Linked DNA regions of Mus musculus: region 2 is linked to region 1. Evidence: chromatin contacts called from public Hi-C data. All regions are on one chromosome and are shown on one strand. The core of a region is the stretch at or near the end of the contact, and the rest is flanking DNA. Distances in the headings are between cores, read along the strand shown.

Region 1 (6,080 bases), core at 1,354-3,853:
CTTTCCTGGGTCTGAGGAGAGTCCAAGTCGCCCCTTCTCTTACTGATGAGCATCCTCTAACATAGAGGTGCAGATTCACACAGGGGCACTAAAACCACCAGCCAATTTGAACACTGAGTTCCATGACCTCATGGGAATCCAGAGGAGAATGCATCCCTGTTAAAAGGAAAGGTGAGTTGTATGCCAGTCCTCTTACTTGGCGCTATCTAGAAGGGTGTCCCAGTATCTCAGCCCACAGGGCCAGGGTATAGTCCTGCCCTTCTACAGGACCAAGAAAGTCTAACACATGGCTTGAGCCTAGGATACTAAGAGTAAAACATAGCCCCTAAATTCAGGTCTCTGCATTACTGTCAAAGGGCTTTTTTTTTAACAAAAGATTAAGGTCCTCAATGACTCCAGGGCACAGCCCAGTATCCAGAGTCCTGTTACAATGGCCCTTTGTGAAATGGGCCTTTGTCCCAGAAAACAGAATGACTTCTGGCATTCTTTACCGGACAGCAGCCCAGTGTGGAGATGTCACTTGGATGTTTCAGCAGACAGATCTCCCAGACCCAGCTGGCTGAGGTTTGTTGCTGGTGGGACCCAGGATGAGTCACATGCTAAAATGGTTGATACATATGAACATGCTTTCTCCAGTTAGCAGGCTAGCACACCAGGGAGCTGAGGTGCTGAGCAAGCTGGACTTCTCTGTATCCTGACACAGCTAATGGCATTTATGTCCAAACCTGGTAGGCAATTTTAACATCTCTTTCATTGTCCCCCACCCTCAGCTGTCCCTCATACAGGGGGCAAATATATTATAGGAAAAGGAGTGGGGAGAGAGAGGCAGAGGCAGAGGAAGAGGCAGAGGCAGAGGCAGAGGCAGAGGCAGAGGCAGAGGCAGACAGAGACCAAGAGAGAGAAACAGAAAGAGAGACAGACAGAGACAGAGGGCAAAGAGACAGAGACAGAATCTAAGAGAGTAATAAATGTTACTTCTCTCTGCTACCCAGGATCCAAATGTCTCCTCTGGGGTAGGAATCATAAAATCTCCTCCCACCAGAAAGGCTGGCAACACTATCCCACCTAGACACAAAAACAGGCTGATAGCCCACAGTCAGGCAAGACGATGCTCACAGCTGAGATGCTGTGCACTGTATCTCAGGGACAATCATGCTCAAGGAGGGTTGGACTTCCTCCTAACACTGGCAGAGTCCAGGCCTGCAGACGGTGAGGGGGTGGGGGCGGGGATGCTGTCAGGTCCTCCCAAACTAGAGATAGACACAGGCTAGACTTTGAATCACCATTATGTAGCTCCTGCTGCTTTTCTGAGCTTAAATCTGGAGTTTTCTGCCAATTCTGCAAGCCACTGATAACCTCTAGTACACTCACTTCTGGTTAAATCAGCTTCCCTTAGAGTCTGTCCTTTGTGATCAGGAGTTTTGCCTGATGCTGGAAAAGATACAGCCTGGAAATAAATTACTCAAAATCCACAGAAAAAAATATTAATATGCCAACACGTTATCACAGGATTAATTAAAAAAACAGAGGGGGGTAGAACATTCCCGTCATCTCAACACCTGGGAGATGGAGGCAGGAGGATTAGTTCAGTGTCTTCCTAGGTTACACAGCAAGTTCGAGGTTAGCCTTGGCTTTATAAGATCCTGTCTGAGAAAAAGAAAGAAAACTTTTTTTTTTTAATCCTAACCGTGGAAATGAGGAACAGCGTTTATGTCAAAAGTAGCACGGTTAGTTGAAGTCTGATTCTTTTGCTTGTCGAGGTGATCAGTCTTCAGAATGGAGACATGAAGGTGGCACATGTGGCACACACTCACACGAGAGATAGGAACGTGGAAACGAGACACAAACGTGTGTGCGAGAGACAGAAAGGGAGCTCTGGGGATTTAGAACTGGTTTTGTCCGGGGCTCCCATCTCCAGCCTCTGCAACAGTAGGGCCTTGAGCTAATTTTTAAAGAATGAAGGAATAAATGAATGGATGAAATATTAGTGCAGGAGGGCCGTGGGGAAACACCATTCACTGCTATGAATGACTAGGGAAGGTTTGTTAGATATTTTAAAGTTGTTTTCTTCTTTCCCTATTTCCAGCTCTTTTCATCACGTGTTTCTGTTTTCCTGAGAAAAGGGAGAAAAATAATGTTTTTCTTAGCCCAACCCACATTTGGTGACCCAACTTCCCCTAATATTTATGGGTCCCCTCTAGAGACTTAAGATGCATTGGAGAGGGGTGATAAGGGCAAAGGAGCAAAAGTTCCCCTTGCCAACTGGAAATGCTTGAGGAGACAATCCATTAAGAAGCCTGGCTCTGCCTCCAGCAAACACCACCTTCCTGTGGGCGGTGCACACGGGTGACCTTCACACCCCACAACCGGAACCTGGAACAGAAGAGACAGTCTGGGGCAATCCAGTAGAGGACATGCTAAAGGGGCAATCCAGCAGAAGCCATGCTAAAGGTCTTCCCGCCCCCACCTCTCACCCCCTCCCCACCCCCACCCCCTGGTTGTCATCACTCTGTTTCCTGGCCTGGCCACCACTCAGTGCACACTGCAGCGTCTAAACAATGGCAGATTCAATAGCCAGAGGGAGTTCAAAAGGGTCGACTGCCATCAGATTGGCATTCAGCGGAGCCTGCTACCAACTCAGCAAGTGGGATCCGGTTCCATTCCGGAATGAGTAAGCAGGGAAGCAGCAGTGCTGCTGGAGCCAGGAGGTGGGCGCCAGGCAGCCCTGAACTCTCCCAGCAGGAGAGTAGAGAGGATTGAATCAGCCAGGTGAGGTGAGAAGAAATGCAGTGTGCAACAAAATCACCCGGTAGAGCTAGCTGCACACCTGCCAGAGCCCCTCTAAAACACACACACACACACACACACACACACACACGCGCGCGCGCGCGCGCACGCACACACACACACACACACACACACACTCCTTACGGTGCAGGGAATCATACAAAGGAAACCGTGGCAGGGCACCACCCTCAAGGCTCCACATTACTAATTCTGTCCCTTTATTTTGCTGCAGCTGCCACTTCCCCCATTCTATCCAAACATGCTCTATTTGCCCCTACAAGGCACAGCCTGTGACATGTCTTCTTCCTTATGATGAGGCACCACCATGCTTCGCAGTCATCCAGTGATGTCACAGCTAAGCGCAGTCCCACTCAAGGCTGGCCTCAGTTCTGTGCTCTTCTCTGAGTTCAGCCAGCGCAGCTTCTCCCAAGTTCTAGGTCCCAGCTCTGAAGGACCCCAAGATTCTGTAGTGCGGCCACCAGATGTCTATGCCCTGATTCTATGGCACTGGCCTCTGAGTAACCAAGACCAGTCAAGCTAGCTCCTCTCTTCGCCTCATCTGCACTTCGGGTGGTAACTGCTTCCTGAAGCTATGGTTTGGAGATACCCCAGGCTTATTTAACCCTTTGTCTAACAATATGAGTTAAATCAATGCCCTTTGTTAAATTCTCTTAAAATAATAACTGCAATCAACCTAAATAATGTTTACATGTGACTTTCTATAATACCATTAGTTATTTGGATTTTCTTTCAATTTAAATAAAAGTCATGTTTATGCTTTAATTTTATAATCATTTAATATATAGATATGTATAGCATAAATGTATGCTATAATTATATAAATGTTTATGTCATATAGTGTTCTCCCCATTGGACTCCTACTGATACAGGAGAAACACTCATGAGAAGAAAAAAAAAGGTCTCAAGTTGAATTTGCTAATGAAGACAGATCTCTGGAAGCTTTGATGGAGGTCCACCTCTGCCTTGCCTGAGGTGGGCAGGAGAGCTTTTCATCTAGCATGTTCAAGTGACACTTCTCAAGAAGCTGTGGTCAAGACCTAATTGGAAGTTACCGCCCACTAAACTGCTCAACTCAAGGCTATTTCTCACTTAGCTCTGAAAGATTTTCATTAGGGACAGTTGAACAGTCCAAAAGCACATGGCCCCTAAATTTCGAAGGTTTCCAGAAGGAAGGATAAGGAGTTCTAAAGAAAGAGGAAAACCAGGCCCAATCAGAGAAGGGATTGCATAGAGCAATCCACAGAAGGAGTATGCAATCTAACTGTTCCTAAAGACCAAAGGGAGGCCATTGCACTTGAAGTCGGGAGGGGGAAAGACTATTAAAATCACAGGTGGTTGCAATAACCACGTATACATTTGGTGCTGAATTTCTAATCCCCATCTCCTTACTTTGGGAGCAATTAGTCTCGGGTGAAAAATTGCACTTGCAGCTAATTGCACCTGCAATTACCTACTTCCCGGTGCAATTAGCCACTTGAACCTAATTCTGAGTGTGCAAGTGTTTAATTGCCTATGTGAGGAGGTGATTCCAGACACAGTTAGTTGTGCCCTCAGTCTTTGCACCTGCAACTAATTGTGACTAGCAAAACAAGGCTCCATACAAGTCAGGTTGGAGGCGCATATGGTGACCCCATTTTGAGAATCTAAGACTTGGATTGGTTGAAATAATAGAAGAACGAGTGTAGGAAGGGCAACATGGGGGGCAAATTATTATCTGTTCTTCAGATGTGTGGCAGGATCAACCTCTTCCTTCCCTTCCTCCGGTCACGTTTCTCCCAGACTACAGAACATCCCATCAGCTAATTATAGGCAGGTACCTGGCCCTGACTGATACAATTACTACAACAATAGCAGAAATTCTGCTGCTAACATTGAAGAACATTCACGGCACACATTCCAGCCGCTTCCCCATTTGGGGGGTTGACTCTGGTAAGGTTGTTCAAAGCATTTAGGTGACAGGTATGTTTGTGTGACACATGCCTACTGAGTACTAACTCATATCTTGAAAACAGACATTATATTAGAAAAGGTTCCAGCCTTCCCTCTCCTATCAGTTCCATAAATGAATGTTGAATATCTACTCTCTGCTTGGTATATCAGAGTGTTCATGGGCTCATTGGGAAAATCTGTTTGTTCTGCCTTTTTACAAATATCTATTTATCAAGCCCTCTTGGAACTCACATGCAAGTGAGGAACCAGATGTTAAATAACTATTTACGGAATTAATGTCCTCATTACGGAGGCTGTGAGGGTGCATGATCAGGACCTGCCCTGGGCTGAGAGCTTGGGTTAGGATTCTCCAAAGAATTGATGCTTAAGCTGATGTTTAAAATACTACTAGAGAGGGGTAAGGGAAGAGGTCTCCAGACAGTGGGAAGGAAGATGCCAAGACTCTGGGGCAGGAAGAAACACACCCGCCTTGAAAATGAAAAGAAGGTCAAGGTGCATGGACACAATAGGTAGCAAAGGGGTATGAAGTTTATGTGGTGAGAGGGAAAAGATTTCCTTTCTTTTTTTTTTTAAATCTTCTCTCATACCTACATCCTGACTGCAACTTCCTCTCCCTCCACTTCCCCCAGCTCTCCCACCTTCCCTCTCACTAAAATCCCACCCACACCCCACACCCCACACTCCCAGAAAAGAGAAGACCTCCCAAGGACATCAGGCCAACACAGCACAACAAGATACACTAAAACCAGGCACAAACCTTCATATCAAGGCTGGATGAGGCAACCCAGTAGGAGGAAAGGGGTCCCAAGAGCAGGCAAAGGAGTCAGAGTCACCCCTACTCCCACTGCCAGGAATCCCACAAAAACACCAACATGCAGAGGATGAAGCATAGACCCATGCAGGCTCCGTGACTGCAGCTTCAGTCTCTGTGAGCTCCCATGAGCCCTACTTAATCGAGTCCACAGGCTGAGTTCTCCCCAAGTCTTCAACTCCTCTGGCTTCTCCTACAATTCTTTTCCCTCCTCTTCTATGGGATTCCCTGAGCTCCAAGTGGAGGGACTCAATGGAGACACCCAAGTTGGGATCTCTCTCAGCCTAATATTTAGCTAAGGGTCTCTGTATCTGTTCCCATCCGCTCCGTTAGGAAGCTTCTCTAAGGAAAACTGGGCTAGGCATTGATCTATACGTATAGTAGAACAGTCATAATCATTTCACAGATTATTGTTTTTTCTTTTGGGGCCAATTGAATTTAGTTCTGCCTTAGGTCTCTGCAGCTTCAGGTTCCTAGTCATCCAAGCAGTGTCAGGCATGGGCTCTCTTTC
Region 2 (6,080 bases), core at 2,049-4,548, 170 kb after region 1:
TTTAATTGTACATGCAGATAACTAAGGCTACAGTATCTTTAAGAATCTCCAATTTGTTCTGTAATGAAACCAAGTGACCTTTAATGACCTCATTTAATCCCCAGAGTCTATTACTTCCTATTAATACATATTTACAGTTTTCTCCTTCCTACATGGGGTATTAAATGGATAATTAAACCCTAGAAACAGCAGTCAAAAGAAAGACAGTTCGGATAATTACACTCGAGGTATTTATCATAGGTTTGTTCACTGTAAAGTCCATGTTCTTCATTTTCTAACTTCTGATTTAAACTACAAATTACTCTGTGAAGCAGAGAAAATCTCCCTTCCCCTGAACCCCACAGCAAGAGAATTCATAGGCCTGTGACCAAAGAGCACAGAGTCACACAGCTATAGAGCCCAGGCCTGTAGGAGGACACATGCACAGGGCCAGGTGTCCAGAAAGAGCTCTGAATTATACCACAGGAAGAAACAGTGACCAAGAGAGACCACTCCATCCTGCCTATGAGCAGGCGGCTCACAGAACCTATAGACTGCATGAGATCAAGTAGTGTTGCCAACTCCAGGGCTGCCATCAGGACTGGGTACAGGCCAGGGCAAAGACATTGACAAAAGATCTTTAGCATCCTGTTGCCAAAATGTCACTGGATCCCAACTCTGTAAGCTTGTTCTGTGCTTGTGATCAGCTTACTGTCATCACTATTGCTCTCAAAAGCAGCATAAAGCTATTTTTCACCAATGTGTTTGTCTTTCCAGAGGGCCTGAAGTTAGAGTCCTTGGAAACACGGCTGCTGATAGACAGCGAGACTGCCTAGAGCAAGTTCAGCCAGGATGGTGGCACTGAGGACAGGCAAACAGGCCCTTTGCCAAGACTCATGGCCACTCGGTCACTGCCATTTTGCCTTTGCAGAGTGTAAATGCTTGACAGAGACATCTAACTGATAATGTTATCTAGGCAACTCTCCGGCCTTCTTATGCTTCCGTTTTCTTGTTTGTAACATTAGCACTAAAAAGTTATACCTACATCACAGTGCTGTTTTGAGGAGTAAGTAATGTGATGTATACAAAAGACTGCTGAGTGTAGTGCTTGAAAACAAGTGTGGACAACTGTGCTGCCAATAGTAGTAGCTAGACCAAAATGGAAACTTAACATAGCAACAACAACAACCATCACAACCAGCACCACCAGCACCACCAGCACCACCAAGGTCCTCCGCCATCTTTCTGTCTCCCTCCCCTCCTCTTTTAGGTTACGAAACAATGAGCAAAGCTAGACTGGACACCTTCCAGCCATTGTTGACAGTAAATACCTTTCCCACTAAGCCTACCCTTGTCCTGGTCCACACTGCTTCTCCTTCCTGGAACCTTAGTACTACTTCTCCCCTGTAAATCCTTCCCATCCACACCTTACAAACCACACTCATGGGTCAGGTTCTACCATCAACGGCTTCCTGGCTCATTATAACTGTTAATTTACGTGTCTCCTGAGGCCTGAGAGGTGGACTCCCCCCTTATTATCAGAACCATTGCTACAGAGGAAATCTAGATCCAGTGCCTCTGCTCTTCTGGGTATCGTGCTCTGTGTCCCTTGAAATAAAGCTTCTGGGAAGGGAAGGGGGTGCCGGGAGCACACGCCGTAGTAAAGCTGTATTCTTTGTGTGCCCAGGAGAAGACAGACCGATAAGAGAGATGGCTTGAGTTCTGCCCTGGGTTCAGCGGTATGGATGTTCCCCAGTCTGTGCTGACACCCTTCTGCTGCTGTAGGGCATTCTGGGATTGCTGTTTGCTGCACAGCCCTGACAAAGTAAGCCTGTACACAACCAGCCATTTCTGGGCTGCTCTCTAGCTCCTGACGCAAAACAAGTGACTCCTCAATTCGGTTTGCATCACCCCTGACTTCAATATGTGTCAAAGTCTGCATGTACCACAGAAAGTTAGGGTGGTACTTATTAAGACTGCTGCATTCAGACATGTAAGATGATGTTTCCCAGTACAGAACGGTTATAGATTTTTATTTCTGTCTGTGAACAAAGAGTATCCTAAATTAAGAGGTTATTTTCTGAATGTGTGACTTCAAGAATAACAAGGTAGGTGCAGATGAACTGTTTTTTGTGTCTGGGATGCAAATGAGAGAACATTTGGGTCGAGGAAGCAGGTCAGTTTTTTACTGTTTTTCCATAAATACGGCTGCAATTGGTGGGTTGAGTTTTCTACTGGTGACTGTAGGTTTACCCTGACTCCAAGTGTCCCAGGTATAGGTAACTACCACTTGGTCTCACACCTGACTCTGGAACAAGGTAGCGGTTGCCTTATTCTTCAAATGGAATTAGAATGAGAAAGAAACACTTAACTCTGCCTATTTGTGCTCACAAAGAAATGGATCCCCAGAAGAGAAGATGTGGAAGGGGTGCCAAGGGCTATCACCACCTTGCTCTCGGCAATACCTGAACAAGCTTGGGATGGGTTGGTTCTGCCCTTGCCACCCATCTTCTCCCTATGAGAAGGCTCCAAGTCCCAAGACTGCAAAGCTAATGGTTTTCCTCCAGAGAAAGCTAACAAATGTGGGCAAAGGTCTTACACAACACTTGACAATGAAACTAAGAATTCTCCCCGTGACAAAACTGTAATTAAACTGCATTTAACTGTTTCCTCTAAATGACATCCATTTTAATTAGGTGTTAATAGACTGGTCGCCACAATCTATAGCTTTATGATGCAAAGTAAAATTATAGTCTTATAAAACATTTACAGAAAGAGACCCACTGAAGCCTATGAGAGGTACACTATTCCCCTTCACACCCTAAAGACTGGCATGGTAATTAAGTCCAGGGAACAGGCAGCTCTTAGGGTTAATGTTAGGTGTGCCTGCCACAAGTCAGCACGGGGCTGCTCTTTCAAGCCACAAGTTATTTCTAAGATCTGCTTTCCAGAGACTACCTGTGTCACTAATGAAGCCTGTAAGTGCAGACGTACATCTTCCATAGACTGCCAAAGGCAAGGCCCTTATCAAACCTGCAGCCGTTCCACCAGCACCAAGGGCTTTCTTCTCTGTCTTAAGATTGCAGTCCTTTCTTTCCCCGACAGCTGCTGAGGATGCAAAGTTGCTCATCTTCAGAATACTGTTGTGTGTTTTGGAAAATGAGCATCACACACAGAGAGTAATATTAATATTTGAGAGACTGATTCATGCCCAAGATAAATGCATGTGCAAATGAGGTGTAACAGAAGGTCGTAACAGAGTGCATCTGTATCTATTCTGTCCCACAGTATGAGCATCAGGGAGAGAGTCACAAAGATTACCCAGACAGAATGAGTATCACAGGCACAGGAAATCCTAGGAACAAGGAGCCTCTCTGGGAGCTGGAGAACGGGGGAAGAAATGGGCTACTGCAACCAACTTTGCATATTTATATGAAAAGGAAAAGTTTAAAAAAATGAATGTGTTACTTTCAACTACTTCTGAAGCATCAACAGTGTGAAACTTCATAAATCACATCTAAGCAGAAAGTTACGAATCTTGGGAAGGGGGCTATCTGGTCCTCTGAAAAAGATTCTGTCATCTCCTGGCTGACAACCTGATGGCTCCAAGTCCTTTGCCAAGAAGCAGAGCTACTTGGCTAGGGTGCCGGTTCACTCTTAGCCCACGGAAGCTCTCGTGCCAGGAATCTTTTTTTTTTTCCTTTCTTGGTGCATTGGCCACTGCCAGACATGGACCCATCGAATCCACTGGTGCTAAGGAGTTAAGCATCTGAGATTTAATTTAACAGTTTCGGCTTTATTAAGCTGTCACGGAGGGAGCGGCCCCACGTTGATAGCAGGAGCTACTCCAATTACGGCTTGGTTTAGGGTTGACAAGTGTAATGATTCATCCGTGGCACATGAGAAGCAATAAAAGGTTGTTTTGCATTACAGCTTTAAAAATGTGGGCACTTTTTCCATTTAATTTGTCACTTAGCTTTTGCTAAGAGGACATTTAAATTGCAGTAAAAGGCAAATGGGGCTTTTAGTTTAAATGTAATCCCCATATTTAAATGATCTGTAATGGTGCAATGTTGGAGTGGGAACACTATTGTCTCACAGTGGGTCCTGATGGTGACATGTGACATTTGTATTCAGGTCCTGTATTATCCATGTGGCTAAAGGGCTTCCAATTTCATTTCACAGCCAGAAGCCTGCAGAAAACACCAATTAACTTGCAGATCCCATTTGCCGACAAAACTCAGCCTCTCTTCAATGTCTGGCATCTGGCAGTGCTCAGCATTTAATTCCAAAGCAGCGCCTTGAAGCAATGTGAGCCCTGTGTAGGGGCACAAAGTCAAATTCCCCCATTTTATTAAGAAGCAAAAGCCTTTCCTTTTGGAGTCTAGAAGGAACTTTGAGTTAATTTTTTGGTGAACAGATACTAGGATGTGATCGCTACTATGACTTCTGTGGGGGATTCCTCACAAACTTTAGATCCCACAACAACGGCCTGTGACCTCCACTTGGCATCAGAGTACACAGGCAGAGTTCACTAGTCTACCAATGATTTCAGGGAGGGGCTTGGGGGAGGGAGGAGGTGAGAGAGCGCGCGTGTGGGTTTTTGTGTGAGTATGTGTGTGTGTGTTTGTAGTTGTGTTCTTGATCCTTGTCTGCAATCAAACATCTTGAGTAAAGCCTGGGTCTCTGTAGAGCAGTCCTGTCTTGGGAATATGTATCAGCTGCCAAAAACTTCGGCCCAGTGAGAAGTCCTACTGCTGACTGATGGTCTCGGCATACATTTTCCAAAGCCAGCATGGAAAGGTGAGATGTGACTACAGATTAAATGTGAATCATGCAAACTTCACTCTACATTATCATTTGTATTCTTTCTTTCTTTTTTCTTTTTTTTTTTCTCTTTTCTTGGCACTTTGAAAATATTCAAGTGGCACTTGTTTTCCTAACCAGTTATTTATGCTTTCATATTTCTGAGTACCACAGCTTAAAATTTTATACACTTCATAGTAATCCAGTATTTTCCCTACACGATCCCCTTCGTTATTGGTTTTCAATGCTAGTCCTTTTTCACCTTTATGAACCAACGAGTGAATCCAACATGTACAACAGAGTCACAAGCTAAAAAGGCCTCATTTGGAAAGCTAAATCATTCACTTTGTTTACTTAAACCACGTATTACCCTTTCTTCTTCAATTCCACACTGTGCCTCAAACCTCCAGGCAACACATGGAAGCTGCTTACTGTTCACAGATCGACTTACATTTGACTGGGGTGGGGGCAGCTACTATCAGATTTTCAGGAGATCAAGTAAAGTACGGGACACAATACGCTATTTTTAAGAAACACTGGAGAAAAACATTCACAGATACACTTTAATATTTGGCAAGTAGCAGACCTACTTGTATAGAAACAAACCCACCAGAGTATCTACCAAGAGTCACGTTCCTGGAGAAGCAGGAAAGAAACCCTGACTTCAGGTTTTTAGGAGCTTGTCATACAATCCTAAAGACTCCACACCATCAAATTCTAGGCTCTCCCTGAGGTTCAGTTTGTCTCCAAATAGTTGCTCCCGAAAGTGCTTTCCGTGTGGTCAGACAGAACCTTCACAGCCAACTGTTCCTCTTTGAGCTATCTAGGCCTAGGATCAAAATGAATCAAATAGTGGTTTGCCACTTGTCAACAGAAATGTCACTAACTCTACACGTACAGCAAGCATTTTCCTCTCTTGAAATGAATGTCAATTTTTTTTTTTTTTAATTTGTGTAGCAATGAGCATTGGACAAGGAAACTCACACCCAGTATTTTCACGGTTAACACAAGAAAAGGCCTCATCTTGTTCAACTACCTGCTATATTTATATCTGTAATGACCAGAGATTTTAGACAATAAATTTTAGAGCTTGCCCTATCTTTTCCATTCTCAAGAACAATGGTTGACCTAGGTCTGTATTGGCTGGGAAAAAGTGAGCTATGCAAATCGTTTTTGAGAATTTCAATGAAGGAAAAAAGGAAGGCAGACTCAAAAACTGAGATTAAATAGTCACTGACCAGTCCTATGATGGAAACCATTCATTGCAAACATACAGAACCTTTCGCCAAGTACCT

The links. A called contact is a pair of places that touch in the nucleus more often than the background predicts.
Region 2: a Hi-C map of cerebral cortex shows a contact between it and region 1, with 2.0 times the contacts expected there. The contact joins two enhancer-like sites. A contact is called at or near these places in 3 of 484 Hi-C or Micro-C datasets (cerebral cortex, mammary gland and nephron progenitors) and 1 of 9 other capture datasets (embryonic stem cells).

The regions. Positions count from the first base shown.
Region 1 is chr13:107,598,103-107,604,182 of GRCm38.p6, forward strand. No RefSeq gene overlaps it. Among named protein-coding and RNA genes, the nearest start is that of Gm32090, 12 kb to the right of the region's middle. Within about 2 kb of position 2,604, at least 65 of the 459 cell types and tissues checked have an H3K27ac peak or open chromatin away from gene starts, as enhancers often do. A contact at or near this core is called in cerebral cortex, where this site is marked.
Region 2 is chr13:107,763,258-107,769,337 of GRCm38.p6, forward strand. The region is part of intron 8 of Zswim6 (zinc finger SWIM-type containing 6); the gene reads right to left. Among named protein-coding and RNA genes, the nearest start is that of Gm52061, 77 kb to the left of the region's middle. Within about 2 kb of position 3,299, at least 30 of the 459 cell types and tissues checked have an H3K27ac peak or open chromatin away from gene starts, as enhancers often do. A contact at or near this core is called in cerebral cortex, where this site is marked.